Regions from separate parts of the Hordeum vulgare genome. Here region 1 is linked to region 2. The links are chromatin contacts, called in public Hi-C maps. All regions are on one chromosome and are shown on one strand. Each heading gives the region's core, a stretch centred on a gene start, on an enhancer-like site or on the middle of the called end of the contact. The rest is flanking DNA. Distances are from core to core; before and after follow the strand shown. Region 1 holds the start of LOC123448206. Region 2 holds the start of LOC123448202 (translation initiation factor IF-2-like).

Evidence for each region. Hi-C and Micro-C count contacts between places; a contact is called where the count stands out from the background.
Region 1: a Hi-C map of seedling shows a contact between it and region 2, with 2.3 times the contacts expected there. The contact joins the promoter of LOC123448206 here to the promoter of LOC123448202 in region 2. A contact is called at or near these places in 2 of 6 Hi-C or Micro-C datasets (leaf and seedling).

The regions. Positions count from the first base shown.
Region 1 is chr4H:148,845,760-148,850,947 of MorexV3_pseudomolecules_assembly, reverse strand. LOC123448206 reads right to left here and starts at 2,309. Exons shown (of 2, transcript XM_045125027.1): 1 at 1-2,309. The coding sequence starts at 825. The coding sequence ends at 133. LOC123448204 (protein ZINC INDUCED FACILITATOR-LIKE 1-like) reads left to right here. Exons shown (of 17, transcript XM_045125021.1): 11 at 3,281-3,368.
Region 2 is chr4H:148,391,089-148,396,033 of MorexV3_pseudomolecules_assembly, reverse strand. It overlaps LOC123448202 (translation initiation factor IF-2-like), which reads right to left and starts at 2,856. Exons shown (of 2, transcript XM_045125018.1): 1 at 377-2,856. The coding sequence starts at 1,301. The coding sequence ends at 459. LOC123448201 (protein ZINC INDUCED FACILITATOR-LIKE 1-like) reads left to right here. Exons shown (of 17, transcript XM_045125017.1): 12 at 4,187-4,272; 13 at 4,361-4,468; 14 at 4,729-4,773; 15 at 4,857-4,945.

The sequences.
Region 1 (5,188 bases), core at 1,060-3,559, 460 kb before region 2:
CATCCGCGCACTCTGCCGCGTAGCCACCACGAGGGAGGGGCCCCCCGTGGCCTGGAGCGGGGCACGGGGGGGGACTCCGAGATCCAGCCGGGGTCGACGATCGGGGGGGACCCAAGTCCGGGGACCCCAAGACTAGGGAAGGGGGGACCCCGGTGAGCGCGAGTAGCAGACCACCCCGGGCGAGCGTGGGAATGTGGCGGGGCACACCTCCATGCCCACACTTACCTCCTCCTCCTCGGCGGCCACTGGCCCATCAGAAACAGGGGGAGGCAGCCCAGTGTCTACCGCAGACAACGACACCAGCGCCTCCACTGGCTTATCCCCTGCGCGATCTGTCGGACCAGCGGCCGATGCGGCGGGGATCCGCCCAGCACTAGACGACTTGGGCTGAGCCCCTCTAGCAGTATCATCCCCCTCAGAAGACGAGCCCTCCTCCGAGGAGCCTCCCTTATCGTTGAGCCCCCTGTCGCCAGGCTCCGGATCATCAGGGTCCAAACCCAGAGGGTCCACCGGAGCTGGGGACTCGAGCTCAAAGGTGAGGCGCCTACCTTTGGAGCCAGAGTAGAAGACCAAGGATAGACCATCGATCTCAGCAGGAGCCGGGCAGAGGATCTCAATGCGTGCGGGGCCATCGTCCTCGAAAGAAGCCATGTCAGCGGTGATCAGCTTGCCCACCGGCTCGGAGATGGCTTTCAGAATGTGAGTGAGTTTGCCACCCCGCGGAGCCGCATTGCCTCCCCTCGGGAGGCCATAGACGAGGATCCACACCTTCTCCAAAGGCGGCACGGGGTCAGGTTCCGCTGCCGCCGCCTTGACGGAAATCATGAACTTGTTGATGGGACAACTGATGACGTCGTGGGAACATACCCGGAGGAGCTAGGCCGAGGGGAAGGGAACCGAGAAGACGAGGGGGGCCGTCTCCGTCACCTCCCGAGCGAACTCGGAGTCCCGAAAGTCACCAATGTAGGCCACAAGCTCCTCCCGGATGAGATCAGCCAAGATCACCAACCCAGCTGGAGTGGCCTGCTCGGGTGCCTGGGTGACAGTCGCCAGGTGCGGCCAGCTACCCCCTCCTCAATCTCGGCATCAACGAAGTAGAAGGTCCCCCTCTCAGTACCATACCCAAGGTAGGCCAGGGTCGTGTGGCATCGTGGAGGGGCCTCACACTCCGAGCGGTAGTGTCCTGCGCACCCACAGTTGATGCACATCGTATCCTCATGAGAGCGCTGGCGGCTACCCCGAGCCGGGGGGGGGGGGGGGGGGGGCTCCGGAGCCTCCTGCTCAGGAGTCCCCATCGAGGCCGGGCAACCATCACCCTCCGGGGTAGCACCAGCTGTCTTCTTCTTCTTCGACTTCTTCTTCTTCTTCGCCAGAGACGGGGCGGCCGGGGGAGCAGCAGGCGGGAGCACTGGAGACGCGCGCCTAGAAGGCCCGTCATCCCGGCGCCAGTCCGCACCCTCCGCTCGGGAGGGATGCCAGTCAGAGCGACGGTCATCCGCACCGCGCCGCATGGGAGGGCCGCCCCGCCGATCCTCTCGGTGGTGGTCGTGGCGGTCCCGCCGCTAGGCCGGCGCCGAGGACCGGGGAGCAGGGGGTCGAGCTGGCTGGTCGCGAGGGGCAATCTCGTCGCGGGACCGGGGAGCCGGCGGTGGCCGTGCCACCAGCACGGCACGCAGAGCAGCTTCCCTGTCCACGTCAGGAGGGCTCAGGCGCGCAGCCTCCCGGCGGCGGACGTCCCCCGGCGAGCCCGGCAGGGGCAAGCGAGGGTCCCTCTCGGAGTCCTGAGGCGGTGGAGGGCGGCGTAGGGAGGTGCCAGCGTAATACTCTGGCGACCTCCCCGTATGGTCAGAGCCACCACGCCCGGAGCGCGACGGGCCGGCGTCGAGACCCTAGGCCAGGGCAGGACCACGGGCAGGTGGAGCGGGCCGGGGTCGCTGGTAAGCCGAGGAAGCCCTCTTTGGCCGGGGCTGACCATCACCAGCGAGGCGAGCCATGAGGACCTCCTTGTAGGAGCGAATCGGAGGAGGAGGAGAAGAGGCCCTGGCGCCGGCCTGGAGCAGCCGGAGTAGTTCCCCCTGCCCTCCCCTGAAGGGCCGAACGGGCATCAGGCCGCGCCCCACCCCCGACCCCAAGTCTTGGTGGGCCAAGGCCCAGCGCCTGTTGACCAGTGCCAGGACCCGTGAAGCGCGGAGGGCCGCGCCAGCCGCCTTAGCAGCCGAAAAAGGCCGTGAATGGGCCCGCAGCGACCCAACCAGGGGGCAGGCGACCCGCGCATCCGACAGACGGCCCACCCCGCAAGGGCACAGGGTTGGGGGCACCTTCGGGGGGCACCTTCGGGGGGGGGGGGGGGGGGGGGCACCCGTCGCCGGCATCGGCGCCGCCGCCGCCAGGGGCAGCAGGGGGCCAACGCCTGGTCGGGCTATGCCAGCACCAGGCCCGACGGCCACCACAGGGGATAACCCGGGCGGCGCGCCAGGCCGGGCAGAGGCGGAGCAGGGGCGGACCACCGGGAGGGAGCCCCTCAGCCGGGACGCAGGAGACCGCCGGCGCAGCCCTTTCCCAGGGCGCCGACGGGCTGAGCGCACCGCGGAGAGGAAGTCCCCGAGTAGCGGTGGAGCCACGGAGCTCAATCATGCCCTCGCCGTCGGGTCCTCGTCGTCGCTCTCCTCGGCCCAGTCGGCCCAGCTCCGCGCCGCGCGGGAGAAACAGAGAGACGGCCCCCCAGCTACCAGGGAAGCCGCCGGCGGCGAAGGGGAAGGGGGCGGCGGAGCCATGCTGGCCGCCGTCACACCACCGGCCGTGCGCAGGGTCCGGTCCACGACGCCGCCATCCAGGAGAAACAGCTCGATCTTCCTTTTTCTACGGAGTGGAATTCAACAGATGTTTTCCTTGGGCAAAGTCCTTAATTATTTATCATCATCAATGATCCAGATGATTAAGCCAAAATATCATTGATACAACAAAATGAATAATATCCGTACATTTTTTCTAGTATATCTTACTACTCCTTGCTTTAGTCACCATGGTCGATAAATTTGTTCTGATTATCCCATTAAACTATGAGAAAAAAAATCAAATATCGTCCTTGAGGACATTTTTTGTGCCAGTAGTTAAAGTTAGTTTAGACTAGAAATTTAGTTTATATCATCTTAGTACTTTTACTTTTTAAAGTCTTTGTGAATAATTAGTAAAATGTCTGATGCAGAGGCCGGGGGCCATCCTCCTTTTCGAAAGACAAAAAATATTATCTTGACACTTGTGTTTCGGGTCACATATTTAGATATTCTCCTTGTGGGCTGAAAGTGACAGAAAGTACGGTGGGCTAAGTTTCTCGTCTGAGGATGTTGGTCAAGTTCTTGCAGTTACAGGTATGGATGTTTGTACTATATTCTAATGATCTGCGTGACCTTACCATACATCAGTACTTCAGTCCATTTTTTGTTCCTTATTTTATCATATGACATCCGTCGTTTGAGTTGATATGCTGATGCGGTAGAGAAACTGAACAACACACCATGGTTGGCAAGATCAAGAGAAACAACTTTTAATTGGCAAGAGGAAGATAAACAATTTTGTACTTACAACTCGCATTGTGTTGTCTCGCATGCATGAGATAATTGAATTATGATTTGTATGATATGCTGGAGTGTCTTCACTATGATATGGAAATATGCTAGGGCCCCTTACTTTTTATCGAAAATAGCTTTCGTCCCGTTTTATATATAAAACAACGATCAACAACATTCCAATACAAACGCACGTCATCACAATACACGCACACATCCAAAACAGGATACATATACGTTGATCGCACCAACACCATCCCTAGCACTACAAGAGCAACCGAGGGCTCAACCGGGACCACCACCGCGAAGAAATGAAGTCGCATACGACGAACCGTGGGCTTCAAGGCAGCGCCTTCATGAAGGATATGACATCGGAGCGACATCAACCGCCTGATTCGAGGATCAGAATTTTGCCTGGAGCAGCACGACGAGTGATGAGAACTGCGACGACGCCTTCAAAAAGGGAGCGAGCTTTGCCTTCGTCGGTCCATCCGAAGATAGAACAGGTTTTCACCCCGACCAACACTGATCGCCACCGATCGCCAGACCCCAGCTACCACGCCTCCCACATGGCCATGGCCACCGGGCAGCACCAAGCTTCGGGCTCCGCCCATGAGAACCACACAACCACCTCTAGGGTCGCCGCCCTGGCATCGAAGACCTTGACACCACCTCACCCGAGATCCATCGCTACCCCACCAAAGACACTAGCAGAAAGGTCCCGCATTTCCCATCACTGGAGAACCCCTAGCGTTGAGACTCAAACGACGGCTAGAACTGGCCTCCATCGACTCGTCTTGTAGCACCGTGCGCAAGACGAGCTCGGTTACGCGGCACCGTGCGGGAGACGAGCTCGACCCTACAACACCGTGCGTGAGACGAGGTCGGTCCTGCCGCACGGGGCGCGAGACGAGCGATTTACCGCAACTGGGGAGAGGGCCCGCCCTTGACAGAAGTAGATCCCAAATGATGAGGATATGAAGCGAAGGTCGACACGGTCTGATGCAGTCTGATGCAGACGAGAAGACACCGGAGTAAGCCGGTGGTCGCCGCGGGGAGAGCAACGAGCCGTCGTGTAGCGCCGCTCCACCGAGAGGCCACCCGCCCATGCGCCGGACCTCCCTGTGCCGCTGCCCATGGTCGGAGCAACAACCACTCCAGGCAGCTGCCCAACCAATACCACCCACCCCAATCTCGATGCCAGATCTAGGAAGAGCGCCGCGCACGCCCCACCACACTAGAGGCCAGCCCAGCCAAGCCAGGAGCCGCCCCTAGCCCGCGTCGTCGCAGCCCTCATCGCCATCTGCTTGGATCTGACGAAGCCGCTGCCGGAGCATGCTGCCCTGCCGCCCACAGCACCGGCACGCCCCGTCATCAGATCCACGCAGTCACTCTTGCTCCTCTGCACAGCCATGTCGTAGCACGGCTGCCGGAGTCACCGCCACGTTCCCCACCTACGACCCGCGTCTCGTGCCACAGGCCACCAGGGGGAGGAGGGAAGGGGGCCTGCCGCCACCGATGCCAATCGGGCTTCGCATGACGGTGCCCTCCTTTGGCGGCGGGCAAGGGCGGAGCTGGAGCGAAAGTCACCCTGATGCACCACTTTAACAACACAACATATA
Region 2 (4,945 bases), core at 1,607-4,106:
GCGGCGGGTCTCGGTGGGGTTGAGCCGGGTGGGAGGGCGCCCCCTGGGCTCCCGGATAGAGGGGAGCCCAACTATGGGCGTCACGGTCCCATCCACAACCGGGGGTGCAACACCATCCCTGGTCTCTCTATGACCAGGTACGGGGTGCACCGTGGGGGGGGGGGTGCCCGCGCAGCAAGTACACGGGCTTCCGCCAGCGCCCCCTCAAGCCTCTCTTTCGCACACAAGGCGAAGATCTGCTCAAGAGGGGGACATTTTTCTCCTCGGAACACAATGCCACTATTTGCAGCCACTTCAGCCAAACGGGGAACCATATCGCTAGAGAGCACAGAGAACCTAGAACCAGACTGAGAGGGAGGAAGAGGGGAGGACGTACCCGAAAACAGATCACGGGCTGCAGCACAGCAAGCCGCCAGCTCAGGGATCGTCGGGATGCGGCTATCCTGAAGGATCCGGGACTAGCTGATCCGCGTGCTCTGTCGCGCCGCCACCACGAGGGAGGCGCCCTCACGTGGCCTCGAGCGTGGTGCGGGGGGGGGGGGGGGGGTCTCAGACACCCAGCCAGGGTGGACGACCATAGGAGGGCCTGGGTCCGGGGACCCCAAGGTCGGGGAAGGAGGGGACCCCGGAGAACGCGAGTAGCAGACCACCCCAGGCGAGCGCAGGGAGGAGGCAGGGCACACCTCCATACCCACACTCACCTCCTCCTCGGCGGCGACCACCAGGCGGTCAGAGACAGGGAGGGCCATCCCAGTGCCTACGGCCGCCTTCGGCACCAAAGCCACCACGGGGGTACTCTCCGCGGGCCCCGACGGTCCAGCGGGCGCAGTGTCGGGGTTGCGCTGACCATCGGACGGTTCGGGCAGAGCCCCTCCAACATCCTCATCGCCCTCGGAAGACGAACCCTCCTCCGAAGATCCCTCCTCGCCACCAAGCCCCCCATCGCCAGGGGCTAGGCCAGCCAGGGCCGAATCCAGCGGGTCCACGAGGGTCGGGGACTCGAGCTCGAAGGTGAGGCGCCTGCCCTTGGACCCGAAGTAGAAGACCAAGGACATGCCATCGATCTCAGCGGGAGCCGGGCAGAGGATCTCAATGCGGGCGGGAGCATCATCCTCAAATGATGCCAGGTCGGCGGTGATCAACTTGCCCATCGGCTCGGAGATAGCTTTCAGGATGTGGGTAAGCTTGCCACCCCGCGGAGCCACGCTGCCTCCCCTTGGGAGGCCATATACGAGGACCCACACCTTCTCCAGGGGCGGGACGGGGTCAGGTTCTGCCGCCGCCGCCTGCACGGAAATCATGAACTTGTTGATGGGACAGCGGATGAGGTCATGTGAGCAGACCCGGAGTAGCTTGGCCGAGGGAAAGGGTGCCGAGAAGACGAGGGGGGCCGTCTCAGTCACCTCCCAGGCGAACTCGGAATCACGAAAGTCGCCAATGTAAGCCGCGAGCTCAGCCCGGATGAGGCCAGCCGAGATCAACAGCCCCTCCGGGATGACCTACTCGGAAGCCAGGGTGACCGTCGCCAGGTGAGGCCGAGCCGGCTCCTCCTCAATCTCCGCATCCACGAAGTAGAAACTCCCACGCTCAGCACCATACCCAAGGTATGCGAGGGTCGTGGGGCACTGCGGGGGGCCTCACACTCCGAGCGGAAGTGACCTGCGCATCCGCAGTTGATGCACATCGTGTCCTCACGGGAGCGCTGGCGACTAACCCGCGTGGCGGGAGGGGGGGGGGGTCCAGAGCCTCCTGTTCAGGAGCCCCCGACAGGGTCAGGCACCCAGCACCCGCGAGAGTAGCAGCAGCGGCCTTCTTCTTCTTCGACTTCTTCTTCTTAGTCGGGGCCGGGGCGGGCAGAGGGGCGCCAGGCGGGACCTCGGGGGACACGCGCCTGGGAGGCCCGTCATCCCGGCGCTAGTCCGCACCCTCCGCCCGAGAGGTGCGCCAGTCAGAGCGGCGATCATCATCGCTGCGCCGCACATGCGGCCCGCCCCGCCGGTCCTCCCAGCGATGGTCCTGACGATCCCGCCTCCAAGTGGGCGCCGAGGTCCGGTGAGCAGGGGCACGGGCAGGGGGAGTGCGAGGAGCATGCGCGTCCCGAGGCCGAGAAACCGGAGGGGGGCGCGCCACCAACTCAGCCCGAAGGGCCGCTTCCCGGTCCACATCAGACCTCACACTCCGAATGTCCCCCGACGAGCCCGGCAGCGGCAGGCGGGGGTCCCGGTCCGGGTGGGGGTGGCGGAGGGAGGTTCCGGAGTAGTATTTCGGGGACCTCCCTAGCCGACTGGTACCCACGCGGCCGGAACTTGACGAGCCAGCGCCGGCACCCCCATCCGGGGCGAGATCACGGGAGAGGCCGCGGGCTGGGAGAGCTGGTCGGCCGGACTGGCCATCCCCAGCATGACGGGTCATCAGAGCCTCCCGGTAGGAGAGCCTTAGAGAGGGGCGGACGGGAGCAGGGGGCGGCCGACCGTGCACAGGGGAGTCGGCCGCAGCGTAGTCCAGCCGCGCGCCAGAATGGCGCCTGCTGGCTGTCGGAGGGAGGCAGGCGCGAGCGAGGGCGGGGCGCACACAACTTGGGCAGGAGAAGCCGACCGAGGAGCCGGGCGCACAGGGGAATGAGGTTGGGCGACAGAACGAGGAGGCGGCGCTCGGGTCGGGGGGGGAACCCTAATCCCGCGCCTGGCCGGCCTCCCCTGTCCTGGGCCTCGACGCGGTGGCTGGGGTGGGCCCTTGTGGGCCTCAGCCCACCTCTGTTTAACCCGCGCCAGAGCGTGCAGTGCGCGGCGGGAGGCCCAAGCAACCTCTTTGGCCGAGATGGGTCGTGGTCTGCTCCGTGGGGGCCAGAGAGGGGGATAGCTGCCCAACGACCCGCCGGTCTGCCCGAATCGGTAGGGCACGGGGGAGGGAGCACCGCCCGGGCGCCACCCGTCGCCGGCACCGGCGTCGCCGCCGCGCAGGGGGGCAGGGTACCGATGCCAGGCCGGGCCACGCAGGCGCCATCCCCGGCGGCCACCACGGGGGATAACCCGGGCGGCACACCGGCAAGGGGCGGGCGGGGGGGGGGGGTGTCATCGGGGAAGGCCAGCGTCCTGACGCCGGAACCCGCCGCCCGACCACCTTCGCCGGCCGCCGGCGGGCAGGTCGCGCCGCGGCCAGGAAGAGGCCAAGCTGCGGAGGTGCCAGGGAGACAGGCATCTCCAGCCGGCCCTCCCCCTCCGAAGACTGCTCGAGCTCGTCGGCATCTAGCTCCTCAGCCCAGTCCGCCCAGCGCCTCGCCGACAGGGGAAAGCGGAGGGAGGGCGCCGCCGACAGGGCTGGCGGGGGCACAGGGTCCATGCGGCACGCTGGCCGGGCGCTGTAAGAGAGCCACTCAGGCCGTCAGTCCTTCATGGCCGCCAGTCCGCCGCAGGGGGAGAGCGCCCTCAGTCGCATGCTGTCTCTTCTACCGTCAACCCTGCCAACCCTTTCCTTTCAGTCTGCTAATGGTAATAATTTCCATCTGTGTTAATATGGAATCTTCTCATCGTCTGTTCAAATGTTCTATCAGCCGAGAGTAATCAACTCAGTTAAAACTTAAAAGTAATGATTTGGGCCCAGCATGAGCTTTAACTGTTAGACAGAATGGGAAATGGCCAAATCGATTTTCTCTATGCAGTGAGAGAGATATGCATCATAGCCCTCATGGTGGATCTGAAACTCTTTACACCCTACTCAAACTGAAGGTTTATCTGAAACATTGATTTGAGAACATGAAGCCGATATTGTTCTCTAATTTGGGGCTTTGTGAAGAAATCTGCCAATGGAATGTCTGTTGGAACATATTGGGATCGAACGAATAGTTGACTATTGGCAGTGAGAGCGCATGAATGATGCTTCCATGATTAACGGATCATTGAAAATGTGAATAGGATAATTATATTATCACAAAGGAGAGACACGGAGGCATCACATAAAACACCAAAAGCCATCGAAGCCATAAATTTTCTGATGTGGCAGTGGCAAGGGGCTCAAGGTTCATTAAAATTCGATGCATTATTAATCATATTTCACTAACATTGTACACAGTGAGTAGCATCAATGTTAAGTTCTTTTTCTCAAGCATATTCCTTGGTATTCATTTTCCCCTTCAGTAGAACGAGCCTTCTATGGTAACAACACGGTCAGTATTGTATGTCCATTTCAGGTGGCAGTGTGCTTGTGTATCAAATGTTCATATACCCACGCATCAATAAAATTCTTGGACCGATCAAATGTTGTCAAATCGCAGCCGTGAGTAAAAACCTGCTATTTTTTTTTAATTGCTGAAGTTCTTCTATCCTCTGACTTTATATCTTAACTATTGTGATTGACCTTGCAGGCTCTGTGCATACCTATTCTATTTGCCTATCCCTACATGACATACCTGTCAGGACCTGCATTGTCAATCGTTCTGAGTATTGCATCAGTCTTAAAGAATAATATTGCTGTGAGTATTATTTTTATCTCATTTCAGAATCCTCGTTACCTGAAGTTTCAGAGTTGACTCTGTAGATAGATCATAGATGGAAATTATATGTAACGTGAAAAATCTAAAGCAGTGCTTGTCCGCCTCTTATGAGTTGTACATGTTTCTGCCTTGTAACATTTTTGGTTTTAATATTAGAAAACCAGATCATGGGTATTATTTGTCCCGCGCCACTAAAAGTTCTCTCATGTTAATTATGTTCCCCATGTTTGCTATATCAGGTTACCATCATTACAGGCCTCTTCATCCTTCAAAACAACGCTGTGGTATGGAAACCATAAGTTAATCCCGATTCAATACATTTTACCGAAGATGTCTATCGCACTAATGACCATGCAATTACTAACAGTCTCAGGACCAAAGAGGAGCAGCAAATGGGTTAGCCATGACTGGAATGTCCCTTTTCAAGGCAGTTGCTCCTGCAGGCGCCGGCATTAT